Regions from separate parts of the Zea mays genome. Here all the other regions are linked to region 1. Evidence: chromatin contacts called from public Hi-C data. All regions are on one chromosome and are shown on one strand. The core of a region is the stretch at or near the end of the contact, and the rest is flanking DNA. Distances in the headings are between cores, read along the strand shown. Region 1 holds the start of LOC100275460. Region 2 holds the start of LOC542569. Region 3 has its middle 51 kb from the start of LOC542569.

The links. A called contact is a pair of places that touch in the nucleus more often than the background predicts.
Region 2: a contact with region 1 is called in a Hi-C map of endosperm, with 3 times the contacts expected there. The contact joins the promoter of LOC542569 here to the promoter of LOC100275460 in region 1. A contact is called at or near these places in 2 of 25 Hi-C or Micro-C datasets (bundle sheath and endosperm).
Region 3: a Hi-C map of bundle sheath shows a contact between it and region 1, with 3 times the contacts expected there. The contact joins the enhancer-like site here to the promoter of LOC100275460 in region 1. A contact is called at or near these places in 12 of 25 Hi-C or Micro-C datasets (bundle sheath, ear, endosperm and 5 more) and 1 of 3 datasets of contacts at active chromatin or transcription factors (leaf).

Annotation. Positions count from the first base shown.
Region 1 is chr1:222,673,594-222,678,038 of Zm-B73-REFERENCE-NAM-5.0, forward strand. LOC100275460 reads left to right here and starts at 2,172. Exons shown (of 8, transcript XM_035964242.1): 1 at 2,172-2,948; 2 at 3,040-3,180; 3 at 3,263-3,334; 4 at 3,422-3,514; 5 at 3,608-3,667; 6 at 3,751-3,852; 7 at 3,945-4,256; 8 at 4,349-4,445. The coding sequence starts at 2,691. The coding sequence ends at 4,414.
Region 2 is chr1:222,478,856-222,483,300 of Zm-B73-REFERENCE-NAM-5.0, forward strand. LOC542569 reads left to right here and starts at 2,269. Exons shown (of 1, transcript NM_001347867.1): 1 at 2,269-3,832. The coding sequence starts at 2,704. The coding sequence ends at 3,534.
Region 3 is chr1:222,529,876-222,534,320 of Zm-B73-REFERENCE-NAM-5.0, forward strand. No RefSeq gene overlaps it. Among protein-coding and RNA genes, the nearest start is that of LOC542569, 51 kb to the left of the region's middle. Within about 2 kb of position 2,471, at least 18 of the 20 cell types and tissues checked have an H3K27ac peak or open chromatin away from gene starts, as enhancers often do. A contact at or near this core is called in bundle sheath, ear, endosperm and 4 more, where this site is marked.

The DNA.
Region 1 (4,445 bases), core at 922-3,421:
TCCAAAGCTAAAAAAGTACTGCAGTAATAAAACAGAGTAATACCAAACGTATCTTTAGGGTAGAGAAAGGATCCGACGATCAAATAAGAGTATCTTCAATAACGATGGTTTTTAAAATAGAGATTTCGTGATCCTAGCTATAAGCTGATCAAATGAGAGTATCATCTTCGGTGGTGGTGTTAAAAATAGGGCTTTCAAGGAGTGGAAATTGGAGTTTATTACATGTTATCAGTTTAAGATTTTTTCTCTAATCTGAAATGTATTCTTTTTAATGTAAAAAAGATAGAGTAGGGTTCTGGTTTTATAATGAAAAGGTGCTCAATTAAATAGTAGCACGTAAACACATGTATTCCCTCTGCTCATAAATATATGATACCGTTAACTTTTTAAAAAACTTTCATCACTTGTCTTATTCAAAAAACAATAAGTTATTATTTATTTTTTGTAATTTGTTTTATCACTTAAGTTAGTTTATGCTTAGCTTAAAATTTTATATTTTTAAATAAATGTTTTGAATAAGACGAGTGCTTAAAGTTTTTGAAAAAAAAATAAACGATGACGGATGTATATAGTACTCTTTTATCTAAAATTCAACAGATGAGTTATATATTGGGAGAAGAATTTGGTACCGTGCCGTGATCGTCGCGGGCAGACAAGTACCGAGGTACACGAGTACTTGTTTGTCCTACACCGACCTTGTTAGGAATAAAAAAAGCGCGTATACGAAAGGAATACGGGAAAAAAGGAGAAGTCATGTACGGACGCTACGTGTCGCCGACAAATGGTCCACATTGGCCAACCAAAACCGTGTGCGTGCATGGCACCGCTCCGTCGCATACAAACTCCAAGCCTTGGCCTTTCGTACGTACGTGTCATCCCTGCCAGCAGCAGCCGTACATTCGTTTGCGTTGTCCATGTTCATCGACCGTCGGCCGGTCTCCCGGCCTCTCTGCTATATGCGTGTCACTGGGCGGCGACAGTGCACGGGCGTACGTCGTCGCATACACACACACATGCACGTACGCCCTCCGCGCGCATTCCGTCGTTAGCCCCCGGCTGCCGGTGCATCGACACGACACGGCCTGTGTGCGAATGGTGAATGGACAGGTAATAGTTGGTCGCAGGCTACTCCAGCTACAGGAACAGAGGAGCTGCAGGGACAGATCCGACGACCAGCGGTGTCGGCACCCTCGTTTCGGTGGCACGTACGTACAGCGCGTGGCTCTCGGCACAGGGACAGGATCCCGGCCCGTCGTGCCGTCGCTGTTGCAAGTGTCACCATAAGACATGCATGTACTGCTAGCCTAGCTACTAACCGTAGCTACTAGGTACTAGGAGGCACCCTAGGCAGCACGGGGACCGGCCGTTGGTGTACGTGGAGGCAGGCAAAGCAAAGCAAAGCAATGCAATGCATGATGGCATTGTCGCGGTCTGTGCTCTGAATGCCTGCACTGCATCTGCATGCATGGGCCGATATGCCGGGCACGGGCAGGGCAGCACAGATGCCGCATGCGGCATGCACCAAACAAATCAACGAGGACGGCCGGTCCGGTCGTCGGCGCAGCTAGCCCCTGCGCGCGGAGGACGAAAGAAAACAGGCTAGGAGACAAGGGCCGGCCGGGCTTGCAGAGATCTGCATCGAATCACGCAGGCAGGGCAGGCACACGACGCGAGAGCGGACACGCGAAAGAAGGGGGGGGGGGGGGGGGGGGGGGGGGTGGCGGATCGGTAGCATGCGATGCGCGCGGCAGACCAGCAGCAGTGAGGGATCGGACGTGCGTGCCAGCGGAAGCGGCCACGGGGTGTCGTGTCCGCGCGCCCACAGGAGTGCCGCCACGAGGGAGGGGAGGGGAAGGGGGCGTCGTCAGTCGTCACGAGAGCAGGGGCGGGGCCGCGTGGGGCGGGGTGGCACGGCGCACACGCGTCCGCGCCCCGGGGGCCGGGGCTCGCGGTGTCGCCCACCGGATGGCCCGCGCGGCCGCTAGCTAAGCTAAGCTGCGCAACACCCCGGCCGCCGTCCCGATTCGTTGAATTGAACCAGCGTGCGCGCGCGCGGCCGAGGAAGGTAACTCCTGGGCCCTGGCTGGTTGATCGCCTTCAGCGCGTGACTGCAGGTCCGTAACAGGCGGTGAAGGCGACATATGTTCAGTCGCGGTAATATACTCCACAGTGCCCACGGATGTTCCTTCTCCTTCGTGCGGGCCACCTGGGGTGGGACCTGGAGCACAGGCCGGGTTGGTGGTGGTCGTTGTGCCAAGGAGCCAGAGCCCATAGCCCGGGGCCTCTCGGCGATCCAGAGGCCGGCCGGGCCCGGTCCCTTGGTGTGGCGGCGGGTCCCACGCCGATCCGGGGCCCAGCACCGGGCACCGCCGCGGGCCCCACGTCTACAGATTCGCGTCGTGCTCTAGGGAGGCTTGGCGCCCCCCAACCCCAACTATAAATAACGGCCGTCCTCTCCCCGTCTTCTACACTACACACACCCTCCTCCTCCGGTTCTCCTCGCACCTTCTCCCACCTCTGCTCTGCTCTGCTCTGCTCTCCCAGGCCAGGCCCTGCAGCTGCAAGCACCGAGGACAGACAGAGTCGCTCGCTTCGCCACCACTAGCTGTTGCTTGCCTGCCACCCAAGGATTTCCTTCCATCGAGATCAAGTAGCGTAGCGGCTTGCCTGACCAAGAGGCAGAGCTCTCGATGACGAAGCAGGGCATGGTGGTGCCGGTGCCTGAAGCGGCCGTGGCGGTACCGCCCAACTCGGCGCCGCTGTTCCAGTACCCGCCGCCGCGGGCCGCGCCGGGCGTCGCCGTGCGCAAGAAGTGCCTGCAGATGGGCGCCGGCGCCGGGCGCATCGGCGGCTGGGTGGAGTCCATGCGCGCGTCCTCGCCCACCCACGCCAAGGCGGCCGCCGCGCTCGCCGCGGGCGTCGAAGAGGAGCGGTACGCCGCGTGGATGGTGCGTCCGCGTCCGCCCCCTGCATTATCGCTGTCCGTGCCGATATCGTCGCGCGTCCCCCCTGATGATGGATCCGAATCCGATCGTGCAGGTGAAACACCCGTCGGCGCTGGCCATGTTCGACCAGCTGGTAGCGGCGTCCAAGGGGAAGCAGATCGTCGTGTTCCTCGACTACGACGGCACGCTGTCCCCCATCGTCGACGACCCCGACGCCGCCTACATGTCCGACACGGTACTGTCCCCGCCCTCCCCTCCCTGCTCCATTCACCTGTGGCTGGCTCTGATCAACGCCGTTTTGTTTCCCCCCCGGCCAGATGCGGCGGGCGGTGCGGAGCGTCGCCAAGCACTTCCCGACGGCGATCGTGAGCGGGCGGTGCCGCGACAAGGTACGCGCGCGCGCGCGCCATGGACCGACTATCGATGGTCGATCACAGCCACTGAATGAAGCTCAACACTGATTGCTGTCGTCGCAGGTGTTCGAATTCGTGAAGCTGGCAGAGCTGTACTACGCCGGCAGCCACGGCATGGACATCAAGGGCCCCGCCAAAGGGTCCCGGCACACCAAGGTACCCATCCATTCCAACCTTTGTCCCTGCATCCTCTCCGGCCACCCCAAGATACTTATCTCGCTCTGTCTGTCCTATGTGTGTGGCTCACAGGCCAAAGGAGGCGGCGTTCTCTTTCAGCCGGCCAGCCAGTTCCTGCCCATGATAGAGCAGGTACAAAATCCATGCATGCCCATGGCTGTCCAGTCCTCCTCCTCCTCTGCGTCTGCAATGCTCAATTTCGTTTGTGCTGTCAGGTGCACGATTCTCTGGTGGAAAAGACCAAGTGCATACCTGGAGCCAAGGTGGAGAACAACAAGTTCTGTGTGTCTGTCCACTTCAGATGCGTCGATGAGAAGGTAGCTTTAGTGGGCCTCCTCCTTTTTCTCTTCATATTACTATTATTTTTATGTGTTGAGACCTGAGAGAGAGATTTGTTTTGCTCAATCAGAGCTGGATCACGTTGGCGGATATGGTGAAGTCGGTGCTCAAGGACTACCCGAAGCTGAAGCTGACGCAGGGCAGGATGGTGTTCGAGGTCCGCCCCACCATCAAGTGGGACAAGGGCAAGGCCCTGGAGTTCCTCCTCGAGTCCCTCGGGTACGCCGACTGCACCGACGTGCTGCCCGTGTACATCGGCGACGACCGCACCGACGAGGACGCCTTCAAGGTGCTCCGCAAGCGCGGGCAGGGCGTGGGCATCCTCGTGTCCAAGCACCCCAAGGACACCTGCGCCTCCTACTCGCTGCAGGAGCCCGCCGAGGCAAGTATACCCCGTGTCCCCGTCTCGACTCCGCCGCCGCCACCCCTGCGCCTCCTACGACGCTGACATCTTCTTCTTGGTGACGTGTGCAGGTGATGGAGTTCCTGCTGCGGCTTGTCGAGTGGGAGCGCCTCTCCAAGGCCCGCCCCAAGTGGTGATCCAATCCACGACGACAGATGACGATCGAGC
Region 2 (4,445 bases), core at 1,019-3,518, 190 kb before region 1:
GGTACCTCGAAGCTCTTCTTGCCTCCGTCCTTGGCTTGATCAGTTGTCTCCGAGCTACGCACCCGAGTATCACTTTTGCAATGTCCATCTAACTTGTGATGCCCATTATCTAGTCCTTGGGCCATCACACTTGTTCACTTGTGTTGAACCCTGTCAGCTTTACACTAAGCACCTGTTCAACACTCACACACTTGTTAGTCCTTTAATTGAGTTGTCATCCAAACACCAAAACTCACAAGAGAGCTTTCAGCCGCGAGCCGACCGACACTCGTCGACGCGGGTATGGGACGAGTCGGTCTTGCTCCTGGCCTTTCTCCGTGTGTGTCGCCGAGGAGGACACGGTGGCGCCTGTCATGCTTAGGTTATCTTAGCGATGAGGAGTCCAGGTCTGAGATATTGGACAACCAAGGCCCGTAGCGCGACAACAGTCGACATATGCTACAGAGTTGGTGGTGATGTTGTGTCGCCTCGGCGGGTCTAGGGCTGGGAAGGCACTCGCATTCTCTCACCCTTCTTGGACCGACGCCTGGTGCGGGTGCCTCTCGGTTTGGAGCTGCTCCGGGTGGGCTTTTTTCTCCACTTGCGTGCTCTCTCACTATATGTATCTAGCGATGTACTACCTATGTCGTCTCTAGATGCACATGTCTTCATCGTGTCCTTCTCCGACAACGAACAGGTATGCCTGCCTCTTCCTTTCTCTTCCTGCTCTAAGAAACCATCAAAGTGGGGGAGGCGAGGGATGTGGATCCCTGATTTGATGCCTATAGTACTCGTTCGATGGCTCGACATCGCTTGTCTACATGGCCTTTCACTTACCACGGTGTCGACTCGGTATGCTTCTATCACTTGTATGTACCTGTCACCCATCCTTTTGTCATTGCAAAAAAGTATTGTGTTGTTCTTCTGTTGTTTTGGATGTTTGTTTTTTGTTGTGCTAAGGACTAAACATAAATTGGGTGTGTTAATACTTTATTTATTATCTGCATATGTTTTGTGTTCTTCTTATGATGGCTCATGGATCCTGCAAAATATGTGTTAGGATTTGGAGATCTATGCGGGCACTACCACATGGTGCTCGTCCCTTGTGTTCTTGGCCCTTGCATGCATTAGGTCGTTTCTGAGTCCACATTGACGCAATGGACTCCATGGTGTTTGAGGTTGCTGAATTGGATGGAACAACAATGATTTGTCACGCTAACAATAAAAGGAAAGGTTATTTGTTGGTTTTAAATGTTAATAATTGCTACGAAGTACCATATTTTGTATGGAGCGCATCTAGTTTTTATTGATGCCTGACTTTAGCAACCACTCCATATTTTGATCTATTTTTTATAAGTTTGAGTTCATGTGACTTATTTTAGAAACTTGAGCTCACAAACTTTCTCTTATTTGGTCTTTGTATGGTCGAATTATGTCATTCTATAATCTATGTTCGTTCAACCAATCGTTGTGAACTCTCTTCTAATCGCTTTCTTCGTTGACCGTGTTGTACCAAGACATATTGGATGGAGTAAACAACAACATCAGTTAGTTAAATAAAAAAATATTATGCGAAGAGCGGAGATAATAAATAAAAAGTGTTGAGATCTTTTTGGTTGATAGATTACATATGTATTATTGTGAGCCGTAACAACGCACGGATAACCAACTAGTATCTATACGTGATTCGTACCATTACCATTGGCGTCATATAAGATGTGACAAACAAAGCACGGATCCATCCATAAAAAAAGAGACAAAAAGGTTCTTTGTTAGTACTGCAGTACTGATAAATAAAACAAATCAGCGGTGCACGCCACTACCACAGTAGTACACCACTGCTATCTGCGCCGCAGCCCGCAGGCCGCACACTTGCGTGCGGGTTCGCTATAACACGCGCCCGGCAGGTCTCCTGTCCTGTCCTACCGCCGCACTCTGGAACCCATTCTTACAGCGAACAGCCAAACGATCCCACTGGCTCTGCGCCACGCGTCCGCAGACTGACACGTTCCGGTCGCGTCCCGGACACGTGTCCTGCGAACGCACACGTGGTGCCACGGGAGTGGCTCCCTGACCTGTCACTGAGCCCGCCGATACCACCCGACGCAGCCGCGGATTCTCCGTGTGGACCCGGGCCCGCATGGAAGCGGCACAGACGAAGCTTCATGGGTTGGAGCCCTCGGGCGAAAAGTATGATTAGGAGAGTGGTTAGTGAGCAGGTTGATAAGGTTGAAAAAGATCATCGCTGCCTATAAAAGAGCAGCCATGGTGCCCCACTGAGCTACTCAACCCAAACACCACAATCCCCTTCAACAAACGCACCGCACTCCACGGCAGCCAGAAAACACAATCCACACAGTCTCCGTGAGGTCTGAGCGAGGTAGGACTAGCTCTGAGCGAGTTCTTCCGTCTTCCAGGTATAATCCTTGCAACTCTCACTATCCTCTTCGCATCGCTCGTCTCTTTTTGAGACTAGTTGGATTTCTCTTCTTTTTCCTTGGATCCTACTACCTACTAGAACAGAGCTCCGGAGCCTTTTAGTTTCTGGTATCTGATCTACTCATTTTCTTTTCTTCCCCTTTTGGTGACATAGGTAGGTCTAGTTAAGATCTGTCGTGCCAGTTCTTTGATTTTAGCTAAGAACCAGGCGATTTAGTCTTCTTCCTTACAAAAAAAAAATCCCCAGAAAAAAAAGTTGTGAGTAGTATATTCTTGTACCATTTGATGGCCGCTGCTATAAATCTCCCCGGGCCCAGCGAGGATCTGATGCGAGCGATGGAGTCCTTCATGCAAGACGACGCCCCATCCCCTCTGGCCATGCCGCCGGCGCCGTCTTTCCCAGCGGCCGCAGCCCAGTACCCGGCGACCCACCTGAGCCCGGCGCAGATGCAGTTCATCCAGGCCCAGCTCCACTTGCAGCGGAACCCGGGGCTGGGCCCGCGGGCGCAGCCCATGAAGCCCGCCGTCCCAGTGCCGCCGGCGCCGGCGCCGCAGCGGCCTGTGAAGCTGTACCGCGGCGTGCGGCAGCGTCACTGGGGCAAGTGGGTGGCCGAGATCCGGCTCCCCCGGAACCGCACCCGCCTGTGGCTCGGGACCTTCGACACCGCCGAGCAGGCGGCGCTGGCCTACGACCAGGCGGCGTACCGCCTCCGCGGGGACGCGGCGCGGCTCAACTTCCCCGACAACGCGGAGTCCAGGGCGCCGCTCGACCCCGCCGTGGACGCCAAGCTGCAGGCCATCTGCGCCACCATCGCCGCCGCGTCGTCGTCATCCAAGAATTCCAAGGCCAAGAGCAAGGCGACGCCAATCAACGCGTCCGTTCTGGAAGCGGCAGCGGCGTCTCCGAGCAACAGCTCCTCCGACGAAGGTTCCGGCTCCGGGTTCGGGTCGGACGACGAGATGTCCTCGTCCTCCCCGACGCCGGTGGTGGCGCCGCCGGTGGCGGACATGGGACAGCTGGATTTCAGCGAGGTTCCGTGGGACGAGGACGAGAGCTTCGTGCTCCGCAAGTACCCGTCCTACGAGATCGACTGGGACGCGCTGCTCTCCAACTAGTCGCCCTTCGCCGACAGATGTGCTGTTGTAGTTCAGTAGTGGCAGTGTCTCTGGCCGCCGCAGATGAGGTTTTAGGCAATCTGCAGGCCGCCGGCCCATGTGTATTAAGTAGGTTTTGCTCAGTTGTTGGCCCTGGACTTCGCCGGCGTTTTTGTGACCGGCGTCCCCGAGTGCACTGCATTGGTGTACTGGTCTGTCTGTAAAAAAAATGGATCTGTACTTCTATAGTGTGTATTCAACCATTGTTCTTAGTTGTGATGTTACTCGTGCTGCAAAATTGCCTTTGCGGATTTCGTCCATTGTGTTCTCTTTGATGCATACATGGCCTTTTTGGGAGTTTGTGTACTGTATACATACACTTGCCAGCGTCTATAGCTACCGGCAGATATGGCAGAAAGTTGCGGATAAACAGTCCGGTTGTTTTTCAAACGATCTCAAAGACGATCAAGTTCTCGTGCAAATAAAGCGTGTTTCGTGTTCTGTATTCTGGCCCTGTTTGGCACAGCTGGTGCTTGTTGAAAAAGCAGCTTATCTGAGAAGCTGGTGAAAAGCAGCTTCTGTTTGTTGGCTGCTTTTAGTGTATTCTGAGAAGCAGCGGAACTGATAAGCTGCTGCAGAAGCTGCCTGTTTGGTAGAACCTCTGCTTAAATTTGTGAAGAAGCTGAAAATAAGCTGTGCCAAACAGGACCAGAACTGTTGGGAGTGGGTCGAGAAAGATCGGAGTGGATTTATAAATATACTTCTATATAAATTTATATAGGATGTGATTTATTTCCCTCCTATACAAATTTATCCTATACAAATTTATATACGATGAGATTTAATCCTTCTAAATTTATCCCTAACCGAATAAGTTATAACGATCTATATCGATAATTTCACATCGGTTATAGCTATAGACTACCACAACT
Region 3 (4,445 bases), core at 1,221-3,720, 140 kb before region 1:
CTGCCGGCGTGATGGAGAGTCGGTGTCGATCAGATCCACGAGTCGGGGTAGAGCAGTGCTGATGATGTGTTGAACAACGTAGTTGTCGTAGATCCCCGATCCGGACTCCGAATCCTCCCAACAGCAGTAGGGACGCGATAAGTTGTAGAAGTCTGCTCCCTTCTCAATACACAGAGGAACAATAGATACAGTGGATGAAAGTTCTTTCTATCCTCTCTTTATTATGATATATATATATATATATATATATATATATATATATATATATATATATATATATATATACTATGACCCCGATGATAATTTCGATATTAGTCCATTAAACATTTTTTAGGCTTTCTCAACACTCGAAACGTCTTCCTAGGTCAGAGGGCAGATGGAAATGAATCCGGTGGAGTACACGTCGCAGCGTCGGCCCTGACCTGTCCGGCTCTGTGGCAGGGCCTGGCGTCTCTACTCGCAAGTCGCAAAGGCAGAGCGGCAAAGCGGCGGCCGTTGAATTGAATGGAATGAATATGTTTGTCCACATGTGCGTGGCGTTGTCGCGTCAAGCAGCCTGACCACGTTGTGGCTTCCTGACTTTGCAGCCCATGGGCTGCTTTTCGTGAGAAACAAGCTTCATGGGCTACTTATGTAGAGTGATGGCGACGATTAGCAGAAATAAGCCTCATGGGCTACTCACAAGATACACTTGAGACACCCACGGGAATCTTCGGCAGGCCGTCTTGAGCTACGCTGCTTTGTATGTCACACACAGCATGGGCGAAGGCCCCATGGGTTCGTTCTTCGTTGCTCGGAAGCTCTTTAGCGTCCAACTGGTCGGAGGCCATATTAAATGTGGGCTTTGCTAATAGTAGACACATGCGTTGATCAAGTCGGCCCAAGTACCTTGCCGACCAAAATTAATGAGCATGAATAGTGGACAACAAGAAACATGCTCTCTTTTATGGGCCATCGCACCATGTACATTTAAAAATTCGAACAGTCAAATGCCCTTTTATTTATTTTTTAATTTTTTCGTATGACATATGAAACATGGGTTTGATGACGCTGTGGCAACGAAGGTTCTTATGTTGGAGCTTGGTTATGATTGTTTCAGATAGATCGTTTGTTATGTTTTTATGTTGGAGCTTTGGTTATGGTTGGTTCAGCTATGTTAGTTTTATGATCAATACAATCTCTGTTTTTAATCTGTTTGCTATTATGTTTTTTGTGAAGTGTAGTAATTTCCCACAGGATTTTGTTGTTCTTATTCTAGGGTGTTATATTTCTTTATATTAATATTCTTAAATAATGCCCTGCTCTTAATAAGTTCAGTTATCAGTTTTTGATAATTTACCTCGGATGCTTCAGGACTATGAAACCTAGAAGTAAACAGGTGCGTTTCAAATATACCATGATTAAAACATATCTCTTCTCTTGAGATGAGCAATATGGTTGTATCCCTTACTCCCTCTGCCTGCATTGTGATACATCGATCGTTTGTATTTGTGCTCTAAAGTATATTTTCATTTTTATGAAGCAATTGATATATCTTTTATTTTGTTATTTAGATTTGGTGCTTAATCAATCTATACTTCAAATAACTCAGCTAAGACAGTTTGCTCACTGATAATTTTATGTACTGAGGATATTTTTCGTTTGTAACAATGCTTACTACTGGAAACAGAAACATAACAAAAAGTTTCTCCACAGATTATAGTAGTAATATTATGCTGCAGGGGTGTCAGTTAATGTGTGGATGGATCTGGTCGGTGTCCGGCGAATTCTAGCTACTCAATTCTCCGATACAAAGAACACAAGAGAGTGGAACAGAATGACAAGGAGGTGCGGGTTGCATGTGCACGTGGGATTGACAAAGAGAGAGAGAGATAGAGGATCGTATTCGTACCATATCGGAAGGGCAGCGGACGTGTTTGGCCAGGGTGATGATATGGGAATATATATAAGAACCTCCCGTCAGTGAAGTTATGCTGCATTGCATGCATTCTGCTGCACTGCACTGCACTGCACTGCATGCTGTCCTGCAGTGCTTCCGTTGTGGAACTGACCGGCCAACCGTGATTGATTGAAGGAAGAATCGCAGTCTCAGTCTCAGCCTCAGGTGCTACCGACGATTCCGTTTTCGTGTGACGGACGAGGGAGGTGTGCTGGATGCAGAAAGAGTGGAAGAGACGGGGCGGTGCGGTGCGGATCCGTGGCGCCGGCGGCACGCGCGCGGGACTCAAAAGCAGCGAAGAAGAGACCGATTGCGCACGTGCGACTGCGCGAGCAGAGGCGCCCGGCCGACAACGCGTACGTCGGATCGGAGTCGGAGTCGGCCGAGAAAAAGCAAAGCGGCGTGCAACTAGCGGAGCCGTCGAGCGTTGCGGCGATATTTACGCCGCGCCCGCCTCTGGCACTGGCTACAGTGCATGACGTGTTCGTGTCTTGTCGCGTACCGAGCCGTCGTGCGTTTCTGAGTCAACCGGCCCCGGCCTGCCTGCGGTGAGGCAGACGGGTGGTGCGGCCGTGTAGGAGCAGGAGCAGGACAGTGCGATGCTGACGCTCCCTTGCTCCCTTTCCAGGTAAGAGGCAGAGGTACCCCCGAATCGGGATGTTGTTGATGCAAACAATTGTAGTAGAGTACTAGAGTACCCTACCCCCGGCGCCGCGGCGCGGGTACAGTTACAGTCCCACGGGGCTTTCTGCTCCATTCCAACTGCTGCCCAGTGCCCCCCCTGCTTTCAGCTGCTGCTGCTAGCTAACTAATCCATCGCACCTTATCTGCCTATCGTCTCTTATCTCCCGGATAAAAAGCGGCCAGCACCATCCATTCCATCTCCATCTCCATCTCCCGCCGCCGCCACCACCACCACCCTCCGACTCAGGTGTCCGACTCCGATCCTCGTCACGTGGCCGGCCCCCTCCTCCCCCTCTGCCACTCAAATCCATCGCCCCTGCTTTTTCTCTTCTTGGTATACCTGAGGATGTTGAGCAAAAGTACACCCAGCTTTTTATCTATCTAGTTGGAACACTGTTCCTTTACTCGACAACCAACCAGCCTTCTTTTTTTTTTATCATCATCATCTGTCAATCTAGGCTAGCTACCTATATATCCACTTCTACTTTATGTCAAGCATGTTTGATCTGCCGACTCTTCTAGTACGTAGCGTACCTTGCCGAAGCAGAGCTCCGTCTCGCACTGTGCATTTTGCTGCTCACGACACGTGCTAGGGCCGAGCGAGTGCTTTGCGTGCTCTCTCCACTTTTCACCTCCATCGTATCGGTCCAGCGGCTGCTGGTGCCATGCCAATAACGAGTCTCATGGCACTTGCAGATTATTGAAGAGCCTCCGACATAGACATATACATGTATAGCTCAACAAGTCACATCGTTTTTTTACTTTAATTTCTTTGGAGACACTTGAACGCTCCCGATCCTGTAGAATAGATCAAATATATATAGCCAATACATAATCGCAAATGGAGAATGTGTTTTTTTGTTTTTAAAACTAATATCATCTATCTCTACTACGCGTCTATGCCTAAGTGACTAGCAATAGCAGCCGCTCCAAACGTAGCGGCCGGTTTTCATTTTTTACTAAAGCCATGTTTGGTTTGATATCTAATTTCCTACACTTTAGCTAACTTTTCTGACTAAAGTTAGTTATTCAATTCGGACGACTAATCTTAAGCAAAGTGTGGCACATTTAGCCACAAACTAAACCCTAAACCCTAAATCCTTCTAACCATCCACAAAACAAGTGAGAAACATTTTAAGGTTTACTTAGTCCATTGACCGCTTGAATAATCAATCAAATAGAACAAGCGAAGTGGCATTCGAAAAAAAATATAGGTGTCTAATTATCTTATCTTCATGACAAAATCAACACATCTTTTACTACCACACTCCACACCAGTTGACCTTAGGACGATTATATTCTTGATTAGTACAACTCCTTTTTCTTAAGTACCAAAAGAAGGCTTTGATTTTTAATGGGGCTTTCAGTGTCTGTAAAGTTCTATTAAATTAGGGACATCAAAATGTATTAATAATGCTAGGCAACATGATTTCACTGAGTATTATGCATTTAGATGTCAATCCCAAGAAAAAAACATCTAGAGCTCCTGGGACAGTTGTATGTTAGTAATACGTGGTAAGTAATTATTCCAAAGATACTTAGGACCCCAAGAGAAATATGGTGGAAGAACTGCAAGCACTTCGCGTGTAGTTACAAGTTTAGGTGTAGCTATATTCTAAAGGCATGTGTAGTTACGTTCTCAATGCATTTTCTCCCAGAACCTCATTTGTGATCCATCATCAACCACAAATGATCTATAGCGAAGAAAATCGTGATTGACTTTCATGAGAGAACAAAAAAATGGGAGTCCCCTCTCTTTGGTTCTACTTGCACTAGAGGTTTAGATCCTAGATATTTATTTCGAAGGATTTTCTATCAAGTC